Linked DNA regions of Mus musculus: all the other regions are linked to region 3. A link is a contact called in public promoter capture Hi-C data. All regions are on one chromosome and are shown on one strand. The core of a region is the stretch at or near the end of the contact, and the rest is flanking DNA. Distances in the headings are between cores, read along the strand shown. Region 1 holds the start of Ifit2 (interferon-induced protein with tetratricopeptide repeats 2). Region 2 holds the start of Ifit1 (interferon-induced protein with tetratricopeptide repeats 1). Region 3 holds the start of Btaf1 (B-TFIID TATA-box binding protein associated factor 1).

Region 1 (3,685 bases), core at 384-2,883, 2.4 Mb after region 3:
ATCTCAAAGGAAAACTACTGAACTCTTTTAAACAGCGGCAAAGCAAACAACCATGTGTGTCCCTGCTTTAGCAGTCACGAGTAGTTACTAGCCCTCATGTTTCAAGCATCCCAGGAATTTGAACCATGGCCATCATGATGTTCTGGACCCTGTTAAGGGCCAAATAATAAATATTTTCTCTGGCTTTGTGAGCAACTAGTCCAGTCTGCTGTTGCAGCGTAAGAGAGCACCTGATCCAATAAAACTTCATTTATAGAAGCAAATAGCAAGCTGGCCTCCGGGTGGCAGTTTGTTAACCCTTGTTCTATGACCCTGTGTATTTTTCATGCTCAGAGTATCTTGATGGTCCTATCTCCTCCTGCATGGTCTTTTCAGCCACTGCCTTACTCTTTTGAATAGCACACTTCTCAGGGTGCCAACGTGTTCTAATTTTTCCTTCTGTTGTCTCGGAGTCTTTGTTAACATTTTACTGAAGTATAAGTGTGATTCAGGCGCATGGCCTCCTGAGCAGTTGCTGTCCTGATGCTATTTACACTGCTTGCTTTCAGCACTCCCAAATACTTTCCTCATGAGGACACAAATACCTCATTGTGCCTTCTTCATCTCTGAACTGCACCCTAATTTGAGATTCCCAGTCCCTACTTCTAACGTTTACCTCTCTTCTTCCTTTACCAACATTTAAATCCAGAAAATATTTTAGAAAGAAGAAAGAAAGAAAGAAAGAAAGAAAGAAAGAAAGAAAGAAAGAAAGAAGGAAGGAAGGAAGGAAGGAAGGAAGGAAGGAAGGAAGAAAGAAAGAAAGAAAGAAAGAAAGAAAGAAAGAAAGAAGAGAGAGAGAGAGAGAGAGAGAGAGAGAGAGAGAGAGAGAGAAGGGGGGCAGGGAGAGGGCGAGGGAGGGGGAGGGGGGGGAAGAAAGAAATTCATTGTGTCCACTCTATCTCCACAGAGAGGAATTCCTACATCAGCTGTCATTTTAAAACACCAAACCTGAGGAACACAGGGAGGTTGGGGAGGGGGAGAGACCATTACACAATAACATGTTAATAGACTTACAGAGTTGAGAGGTTGTGGGACATTAAAAAGGTTTCTGTAATTTCTGGTGCATTCCTTCTCAAATAAACAACCGGAAGTAAAAAAAAAAAAAAGCTGTTTTTGAAAGCCTTTGAGTGAGCTGAGGGTGGGTTCTGGATAAAAGAGTGACTAGATATATAGCTTAGGACCCAGAGTCCACCACGCGCCCCTAGTGGACAGCCCAGGAAAACAAAAGTTGCGTCCACCCACATTTAAGAGCGACGACCACCTACCTCTAAGTCTCATCTTGGTGCATCTTGCTGATGGGTAAAAAAGCATTAACTGCAGAAGGCCAGAACTTGCTTTTCGGCAGAATGGACGCTGGCGAAGGGTGCGTGGCCAATGACTCCTGACTGCCGGGTGCCGGATGTAACCCCTACCCACACTTGGTGCTTTGAGGGATCTACTACTAGACAGGGCTACTCATTAAAAATATCTTGCTTCACTCTCTTTCCTACATATTTGCAGCGTTAGTCGGGTGTGGCTGGAATACCTTAGTCCTTTGGGGGACTCCCCGCTGTTTCCTAAAGTGAGCTCCATCTCGCTGGGTCCCCACATCACTAAGGGCGGGAAACTGCACTCACCCAGGCAACCTGGCTCGACTACAGCTCCCAGGGAGCTTTGTTTTGGGGTGGTACTCCATCTTAGCGCTGCTTCCTCCCACTGTGTCCTGCTATTGTCGCCAGAGGGTGCCCTTCTCCGCCGCTTTTAGCTTTATTATCCCTAGATGCTAAATTTGAGAGTTTGCAGCAGAAATACTTCCGGAATTGGGAGAGAGACGGTTTTATCCATTCTTCCAGGAAGCTCCCATGAATTTTCCAGCCTCTGGGTCTTGGTGCTCCAGCCCAGCTCTAGCATAGAATTCTCCTTGCACAATGCAAGACCAGACAGGATCCTTTTCTGTCCTTTCCTATTTTTAATGTTTACTGATGTTGCTAACTGAAGCGGATTAATTCGCAGACTGTAATATTCTGGACAGCAGAGATAATACCTAGTTGATTCTTAGAGGATGGTTCACTCATTTCCAGTTTCCTAATAGTCCATCTTAGTGAGGGACATGATCCTGAATTGAATTCCTGGATTTAAATTGAAATTGAGACTCAACTGGCTTAGGGGAGATGACTTCAGGGGCTTATATCACTTGACTTTAAGCCCTAGGATCTGAGCTGGGATGGGATTTTAATCCCAGGGAAAGTAAAAATCGACTCCTGCAAGTGGTCCTCTGACCTCCGTGTGGCACCCTTGATAAATGGATGGATGGATGATAGATAGATAGATAGATAGATAGATATAGATCCAGATAGATGGATAGAATGAAAGATAATGACATTCAAAGTCCTTTAAAAGAAAGTGAGGTTCCAAGGCTAGGATGTAGCTCAGTGACAGAGCTCTTGCCCATGACACTGGCTTCTGTCCCTAGGACTGAAAGGAGATAGGGGATGGGGAAAGGAAGAGTTTTAGCAGTGAACTGTCATTCTAAGGATCCATCATACCCCTCCCTGTTGCCTGGTGGTTAAACACTTCGGTCTTGTCAATTTAGTTTCTCTTCTAAATTGAGTCCCCCCCCCTCCCCCTCCCCCTCCCCCTCCCTCTCCTCCTCCTTCTCTTCACAGGCGATGAGACATTTTAATCTAATAGTGGTACTTAACACTACACAGGGAGTCACAGCTCCCAGAGGATCCCTAAAGGCCAAAGGAAGATCCAGAAATATCTAGAGTTGCTGGTCCCCTGCCTGTGGGAACAGGGGTCAGAAGGTGGCAAAGCAGGGGCCTTCCTGTCACTCATAGATCCAGTCCTGTGCACAACTCTTGAAGTCCACCAGCTCCTTGGGCTGAAACCACAAGCTGGGCTCTCTACAGAACCATTCTTACCAACTTGGATGCAAAAGTCTCCTCGGATGGTCACAGGCTTAGAGTGAGTGGGGTTGGTCTCTGTTAGCATCACCGAGACTGTCTTCACAACATTCAGTCCCTCCCAGACCACAGCACACATGACCAACGGTGAGTGTACCTTCATTACCATCAGGCCTGGTGGGCTCCAGCGGGAGCTTGTGGGAGAGATCATCAATCAATTTGAACAGAAGGGATTCCTCCTGTTGGTATGAAATTTGTGCGGGCTTTGGAGAACCTTCTCAAAGAGCGCAGCGTTGACTCGAAGGACCAGGACCGTCATTTCTTTGTAGGATATTTCTACAGGACCCCTTTCCTGGCAGGCAAACACAATGCTGCTCGTCTTATAAGTACAATTGTATTTATTGTCCCACTCTGACCCCCAAGCCATTCTTTATGGTTTTAAGAGAGGAATGTAATCACCGTACTGTGGGGAGAGATTCAGCTTCTTGTCAAGGGTTCTTAAAAAGCTTTTCCCAGCCGGGCTTGGTGGCACACGCCTTTAATCCCAGCACTCGGGAGGCAGAGGAAGGCAGATTTCTGAGTTCGAGGCCAGCCTGGTCTACAAAGTGAGTGCCAGGACAGCCAGGGCTACACAGAGAAACCCTGTCTCGAAAAACAAAAGCAAACAAACAAACAAAAACAAAAACAAAACAAAACAAAAAAAGCAAAAAAGCTTTTTCCTTGCTAGACTGTGTGACTCATAGGGAGATAGTTTAACGTGA
Region 2 (3,782 bases), core at 449-2,948, 2.3 Mb after region 3:
TCCTTCTTACTTCATAGAGACCATTGCTCTGTTGGCCACAGCATTCTCAGAGACCCCATCATCTGTCTTTCCCTATTTCTGTGTCTGTGTCTGTGTCTGTGTCTGTCTCTCTCTCTCTCACTCTCTCTCTCATAACCAAATTCATAGTTACTCCTTCTTTTCCAGAGCACTTTAAGATGCTGGACAAGCTTCTGTAGGAATAGATTAATCCTGACCCAGGGGCATCAGATTCAATCTGGCTTTACTTTGCTTTCCCTGGCTACAGCATCCCACAGTTGGAATTAGAGATTGTACCTGCACCTTATGGGAAATAAAGATTTTGTCAGGACAGCTCAGAGGACTCTGAAAACTGGACAGCAGTAGCCCAGGAAGGTCTGCCTTGACTGGGAGGCTCACAAGGATCCTTCTGGGCTCTCTGTCTTGAGGTGGAGGTACATGCACCTATGCATAGCATCTGCTCTACCTTACCAAACTTCTTCTTACCTTCTGGACCAATTGACTTCAGAAGGGCAATAGGAGTAGGGGGCCCACAGGCTCAAGGGATCAGAGGTGACCTGATTCCCTAGGTCTCAGAGGTAGGCAGGAGAGCCTTTTTTCTTGTTAGTTATATGCTCTATTCCTCTGAACAGTTGCAAAACACAGATGTTCCATATCTCCATACTCAGGCTCAGGGTGTGATGTAGTGCCCCATGCACCATCTATTAAATCTGGAACCACTGGTTGGTGGTACTGTATCAATCACATTATCTTCCTGGTGATGTGTGGGGCCCTTGACTCAGGTATAGAACTTTTACCCACCATACCCTAAGCCTCAGTTGTGTGCCCACCGAGTCTCTGGGTCTCTACTTGCTCTACCTTATCAAACTTCCTGACATGGCTTTATATAACATATATTCATATATATTTATTCATATATATTTAGTTTCTTGGCCAAAAGGTTTTAATACCTCTTGTCAGAGAGAATAGAATTGACACATTTTTGTTTCTTAATCCTGGGGGGGGGGGGGGCGCGGGGAGGGAGGGAGGGAGAGAGGGAGGGAGGGAGAGAGAGAGAGAGAGAGAGAGGTGTTGCCCTGGCTATTTGTTTAGCCAGCCAGGGATGGGAATGAATGCGCCTGGAACAGAAAGCTTGAACAGCATTTCAAGAGGTCCATTGAGGGATAGGCTGGAAGATTCTGAGGACATGCTGGAACATTCTAAGGACTATGTCCTCAGAAGATCAGAAGGAGCATACTCTAACCTGCTGCTCACTTTTGGAGCACCAAGTGGGCACTGGTGGTCCTTTATTCCATTCCAGAGGGCCTGTTTGGTAATCATCTTTGTTTGTGAGCCGAGCATGCACTAAATTCTCTCCCAGGTACGTCCTACTACATGCTGTGAGACAGCCTTAAAAATCAAAACAAGCTTCCAGTCACACATCCAGCACCAGGCACACAGCTTAGTGGGGGCATTAAGCAAACTCCCTGGACCCTCAGGACAATTAGCATCCTTGTTCCCCATCAGCAGTAGAAAGAGAAGCTAGAGGCACACTCAGAAACAGCCACTAGCAAACGTCTGTGTCCTGGGTTCCCTCAGAGTGGAGAACAGGGAAATCCTTACCCCATGGTTGCTGTAAAGGTGGTAGCTGTTCTCTGGGTTTTCAGCAGAGCAGAACTCCTCAGAAACCTGCCTTGACTCTCTGCTCTCTTGCAGACTGTCACACCAACTGGAAGCTCAGGTTTTTTTTAAAGGGCTGGGTGAGCTAGGGGGTGTGCTCTTTTCAGTCAGCAGTGAGAAACTGAAACTGAGACTGGAAAGTGAAACTGAAGCCTGCAGTTTATCCAGGGAGACGCACTGTGGGGCACTGTGGGGTTTGCCCTACTGCATTCTCCACTGAAATCGATGAGGAGAAGGCTCTGAAACGGATACAGACATGTCGGATCCAGACTGCTGTCCAGAGAGAGAGAGTGAGACATCCCTGCCACCCAGAGACTCTTATCTGTTAGGTAGGGGCTGATGGAGGTGATACAGATAAAATGGAAAGCAGACTGGCATCTTCAGAAGCAGTGTTGTTCTTTCTTCCAAGCAACTGAAGGTCTGCAGTTCCTCCTTGGAAGTGAGACTTTCCCATGTGGCACTAGGGGGTCTTAGGATGGCAAAGGGAAAGTTTGGGACTGGAAGAGTGAGTTCTCATGCATTGTGGAAGTGGAAGAAGATACTAGCTGGTTTGTTGTGTGTCTATCCTTAGCATCTTCCACAGATGTCATTATTCACCTGCATTGACTGGTCCATAGCTTCCCAGCCTATCCGAAGCCTTAGGAATACAGTCTTTATAAACCAGGACAGTTTCCCATTGCCCAGAGAGCTGTAGAGCCATGCTTTGTGTTAACTTCTCCTGAGGTGACTCTAAAGGGTTCTTTCCACCAATCATAGTCATGTTAACAAGAACCAAACATGGAATCCCTAAAGGGTGATGGTTATTCAGAGCCTTGATGCTATCCCACTAATAGCAAGGCTACTAGATGGGTCAGTGGTTAAGAGCACTCACTGCTCTTCTAGAGGTCTTGAGTTCAGTTCCCAGCAACCACATGGTGGCTCACAAGTATCTGTAATAGGATTAAATGCCCTCTTCTGGTGTGTCTGAAGACAACTACAGTGTGTTCATACACGTAAAATAAATACCATTTTAAGGGCTAATAGCAATCTAGGGAACTACAGACAGTGGGGCTCACACTGTTTCAGGTTGAGGTCAAATACTTTAGTCTGTTGTCTTGGTTAACCTGTAATCTCAGCCTTTATTGCTGTCTAGTTCCTTATCCTGACCTTTGATGTCTAGGTCCTCAAATTCAGCTCATCCTTCTCACCTCCATATATTAAAAATATTGAAAGAAGTTAAACATCTAATCCCATCTCCTTGATATAGTGCTAGCCTCTCCTGAGAGTTATCTTTGACCAGGTAGGTACAGCCCTAACCCCCCCCCCCCATCAGCTGACACCAAGACAGGAGTTGGCCCTCTGGTCACTTTCTCCAGTAAAGTTTAATTTTAGAGAACCTAGAGTTATGTGTCAGTCAGATAACTAGGTATATGTTAGAGAGTTAAAGTGTTTGCTATCAAGCCTGACTCCTGGGTTCAGTCCCCTGACTCCGTGCTGGCAGAGAAGAACTAAATCTAGAGTGTTCTAACATGACTTCACACGAATGTCATAACACCACCCCCACAGACACACTAACAAAAACACAGTTACACACATACACACTCACCCATACACATACCGGCTACACACTTCACTGAAATATAATATTAAAACACTTAAAAATGGACAGGGTTGAAAGGATTGTGTTAATAAGGCTCTTAACTCAAAATTGCCTTTTTCTCTTTTGTTTTTCATTTTTTCTTTCTTTTTGTTTGTTTGTTTGCTTGTTTGTTTGTTTTACATTCTGACTGCTGCCCAGTTCCACCATCACACCCTCCATGGCTATTCCTTCTTCCCTGTCTCCTCTGACAAGGGAAGGCCCCTATGTCCCATGGGTACTACCACCCACCCCCACCCCCAGCCCATCAAGTTGCAGCAGGACTCAGAGCTTCCTCTCCCACAGAGGCCAGACAAGGCAGCCCAGCTAGCAAAAAGAGACTGAAAGGGAGTAACAAAGGTAGAGACAGCCCTCGCTCCAACTTTTAGGGGACCCACATGAAGATCATGTGGCACATCTGCTACAAATGTGTATGGGGCCTAGGTCCAGCCCCTGCATGCTCATTGGTTGGTGGTTCTGTCTCTGTGAGCTCCCATGGACCCAGGTTAGT
Region 3 (3,464 bases), core at 919-3,418:
CACAATAGCAACGAGAGAAAAATGGAGCTTACTCAGCACAGACTTATGCTTAGTGCATGACATCAGACCTGAAACTACAAAGTTTGTTTTTCAAACTGAATCCACAAATATTTTTAAAAGTCCAATACCTCCTCCCAAGCAAGGCATCCAAAGCCTTCGCTTACATTTAGATTACTAAACTAAGCATGGAAGAAGCTTCTATAAAATGTGGCTGGCTTTAATTATGGCAGTGAGTTTTAAAAAAAAAAAAAAAAAAACAGGAACAACAAACAGCAGTTCTCTTTGAAAGCAGATCATGAGGACCAAAAGCCTTTAAAGCCCACTCTTTCTTTCAAAAGTTGGATCTATAGATTAGTGCTAAGCGAAAAAGATCAATTTTTTTAAAGCACTATCATTTTGCCTCTATAACGCTTTCCAACATTGTACAAATATAAACCTACTTCACGAAAGGAAGTACTAATTCCCTTAAATTAAAAAACCCTGAGAAGGCCAGGTAACACCACATCTCTAATCCCAGAACCAAAGCTCCTTCTGAGTTCGAGGCTAGCCTGGGCTACATGAGCCCCTTGTCTCAAAGAAGAAAGAGAAGACAGAAAAGAGACTTTAAATCTCATGCTCATGTACCAACATATTTCTGGTGTATATATTTATGCATTTACATGGAAGATAAATTATAAGATAAATCTATCTGTACTTGCAGAAATAAATGCCACTTGTATTCTCTTAAAGCAGTTTCATAGGTGCTGAAATAAGAGTCTTTCTCCCACTAAGTCTGCTTATGAAATAAAAATTAGCTGTCCCTACTACCAGTACCTAGCAACTCCCTTCACTCAGCTCCCATGGGATTCTCCCACACACTATTTCATCAGTTACCTAGGGAGTGTGTGACTTGGGTTACTCCTTCCTTATAAGAGTGTGCATAAAGGAATGTGTTCAACTAATTTCGAAAAATTAGTGAAAGCTGTTTATTTTCGTCATTTATCTCCCTCAGTCCATTTGGTGAAAGGACTCAATTCTCATTATCTCATCATCCCTAAAGGACTTTGGTAACTCTTAATGACTAAACACGGAGAGACCATCCCGACGACTTAAACGTCAGCGGGACACCAAAATCATTTCCAAGTTTTCAACTCATTCTATCATCAGAAGCTACACAAGTTAAATGTTTATACGTCTTTCCATAATTTTCCCAGACTCTTCCACGTGGGCAAAATTTTACAATAATTTAAGATCTGTGATAACGCTTGGGGAAAGATGCTAAAATAGTCATCTGCTTAAGACCACACGCTGATTGACAGAATACTTACTGCTTAACAAAAAGGAGGAATTAGACCTCAAGAAAAAAGTGAGCAAGACTATACCCGTTACGCTGTAAATTTTTTTTAAAATTTAGCATAACCAGATGGTCTCTTAGATAACAGTGTTTCAACCCCCGCCTCCATCGACAGTTACTACCAAGTTTTGCCGTGAAATGGTGGTTTGGGAACAGACTTTGATACTACGAAAGAAAAAGAAAAGAAACTCGCCTAGAAATTCAAAGAGGGAAGAGAAACCAAAGAGGAGCAACGTGGTGAAGAAAAAAGAAAAAAGGAAAAAAGAAAAAAAAAAAAAAGCCAGATCGAACGCGCCGAGTCACATTTAACCAGGAGAAAAAGCGCTTCGTGAGCCGACTTCTCCGGGTAACCCGAGCCCAAAGCGCCTGCCAGCCGAGGGAAGCCTCGGAAGTCTGGGCGAGCGAACGAGAAGCAGCGCTCACGCCCCGCACCGTCGCGCCGGGAGCCGACCGACAGCCTCGCCCGCCCGCCCGCGCGCGCTCCCCGTTAGCTGACGGGCGGCGACACCCACCTGGAGACCGCCATGGCCGGCGCCGGCGGTTCGGAACTCTCAGGGAGCTACACGCCGCGCCGCTCCGGCGTTCGTTTCCCGAGCAGAGCGGCGCAGGCCCAGGCCGCCGGGCGCAGGGCGGCAGGCGGCGCGGCGTGGAGCGGCCCGCACGGGCCTTCCGGCATGTGCCGGCCACCGGAGCTCGTCTCCGCAGCGACCAGGGTCCCACACACGGGCGGAGGCGGCGCCGCTCTGACCCGCACCACTTCAAACCGGGTGCCCCCAGCCCCGCTCTCTGCTGACGCAGACGCCGGCACGCCGGACTTAGCGTCTGCACGCCGGAAGTGACGTCACCGGCACGTTTTCCCCCCCCCCCCATCCCCACTCCCTGCCGGCGAGCGGAATGTAGCAGCGCCCCGCGGCAGTGGGAGCGGGTTGGCAGCGTGGATCGGGAGCCCGGCTCCCAGTCTTTAAGATTAATGGGAGAAACGGAAAGAGGTCTTGATCTTCCAGAGAGCGATAAAGATCACCTAGCTAAAGTTCCGAAAGTTCCAAACCTCGGTCTCTAAGTGCTCTCTCCATCCTGACCCTACTACCCAGCTAGGCGGCTTCCAAACAGGAACAAACTGGAGAAAGGAGACTCCGGCCCAGGTCGCGATGCTGTGGGCGGGATGAAGTCAAGAAGGAAACACTGCCGAGGGCTGGCTAGGGTGGTGCAGGCCTATAATCCTAGCACCTGGGAGGCTGAGGCAGCAGATTGTGAAATTGGGGGTCAGTCTGGGCTACAAAGCAATCTCCGGGCCAAGAATTTGCAGTGTGGTTCCGCGAGGAAGAGGGTGGGAGGAGGCTCAAGTGTGTGTTTACTATTATTTACCATTAAGTTCTGCATAAATGGTGAAGGGACTGCTAATGATTTTGCCTAGGCCTATCACCCTTCTTCCCGTCTTTTCCTCCTTCCGTCCCTCCACTGCCAAACACTCCTCTGTAAACTACCATAGCCTTAGAATTTGTTTTTAATGCCAGTAGTCAAACTAGTATTTCTCTAGTTTCGGCAAGCCCAGTTTATAGGCCACTGACAGATTAATCATCAAAAGCACCTGTCCTGTCGCCCTTCCTTATAAAACATGCCCACTAGCTTCTTGTTACCTATTTAGAAGTTATGTCTCAGGCTTTGAGTCTGCTTGTCATCTGTATGATGAGAAGCACTGTAAAAGGTTGTGGAAGGTGGGGAGGGATGTCATGAACCCAGGAAAGTTCACAAGAACTTGGTGAACTGTAAAATAGATCTGTATAGGAAAAGATGAACTAAGTACTTGCTAAAGTATTGCACAGGTGACTAACATTACCCCTTACATTACAAGGCAAAGCTATAAAGTAGTGTGATGTTTTTCCACGGTGGGGCTAGAAGCCCAGGATTTGGGTTCTATACGAAGTATAGAAGAGTGTTTTGAGCAAGAGAAATGATCTAGTTTACATTTTCTATATGTTTTCCCTAGTATCAAAAAATATAGGTCCAGGGCTGGAGAGATGGCTCAACAGTTAAGAATGCTGGCTGTTCTTCCAGAGGTCCTGAGTTCAATTCCCAGCAACTACATGGTGGCTCACAACCATTTGTAATGGGATCTGATGCTCTCTTCTGG

The links. Promoter capture Hi-C pulls out the DNA fragments that hold promoters and counts their contacts.
Region 1: a contact with region 3 is called in a promoter capture Hi-C map of cranial neural crest. A contact is called at or near these places in 1 of 39 promoter capture datasets (cranial neural crest) and 1 of 9 other capture datasets (macrophages).
Region 2: a promoter capture Hi-C map of the 3T3-L1 cell line shows a contact between it and region 3, with 5 times the contacts expected there.

What each region holds. Positions count from the first base shown.
Region 1 is chr19:34,548,642-34,552,326 of GRCm38.p6, reverse strand. Ifit2 (interferon-induced protein with tetratricopeptide repeats 2) reads right to left here and starts at 1,633. Exons shown (of 3, transcript NM_008332.3): 1 at 1,305-1,633.
Region 2 is chr19:34,638,805-34,642,586 of GRCm38.p6, reverse strand. It overlaps Ifit1 (interferon-induced protein with tetratricopeptide repeats 1), which reads right to left and starts at 1,698. Exons shown (of 2, transcript NM_008331.3): 1 at 1,600-1,698. The coding sequence starts at 1,604. It also overlaps a transcript of Ifit1bl1 not described here and a transcript of Ifit1bl2 not described here.
Region 3 is chr19:36,924,783-36,928,246 of GRCm38.p6, reverse strand. It overlaps Btaf1 (B-TFIID TATA-box binding protein associated factor 1), which reads right to left and starts at 2,168. Exons shown (of 38, transcript NM_001080706.1): 1 at 1,846-2,168. The coding sequence starts at 1,859.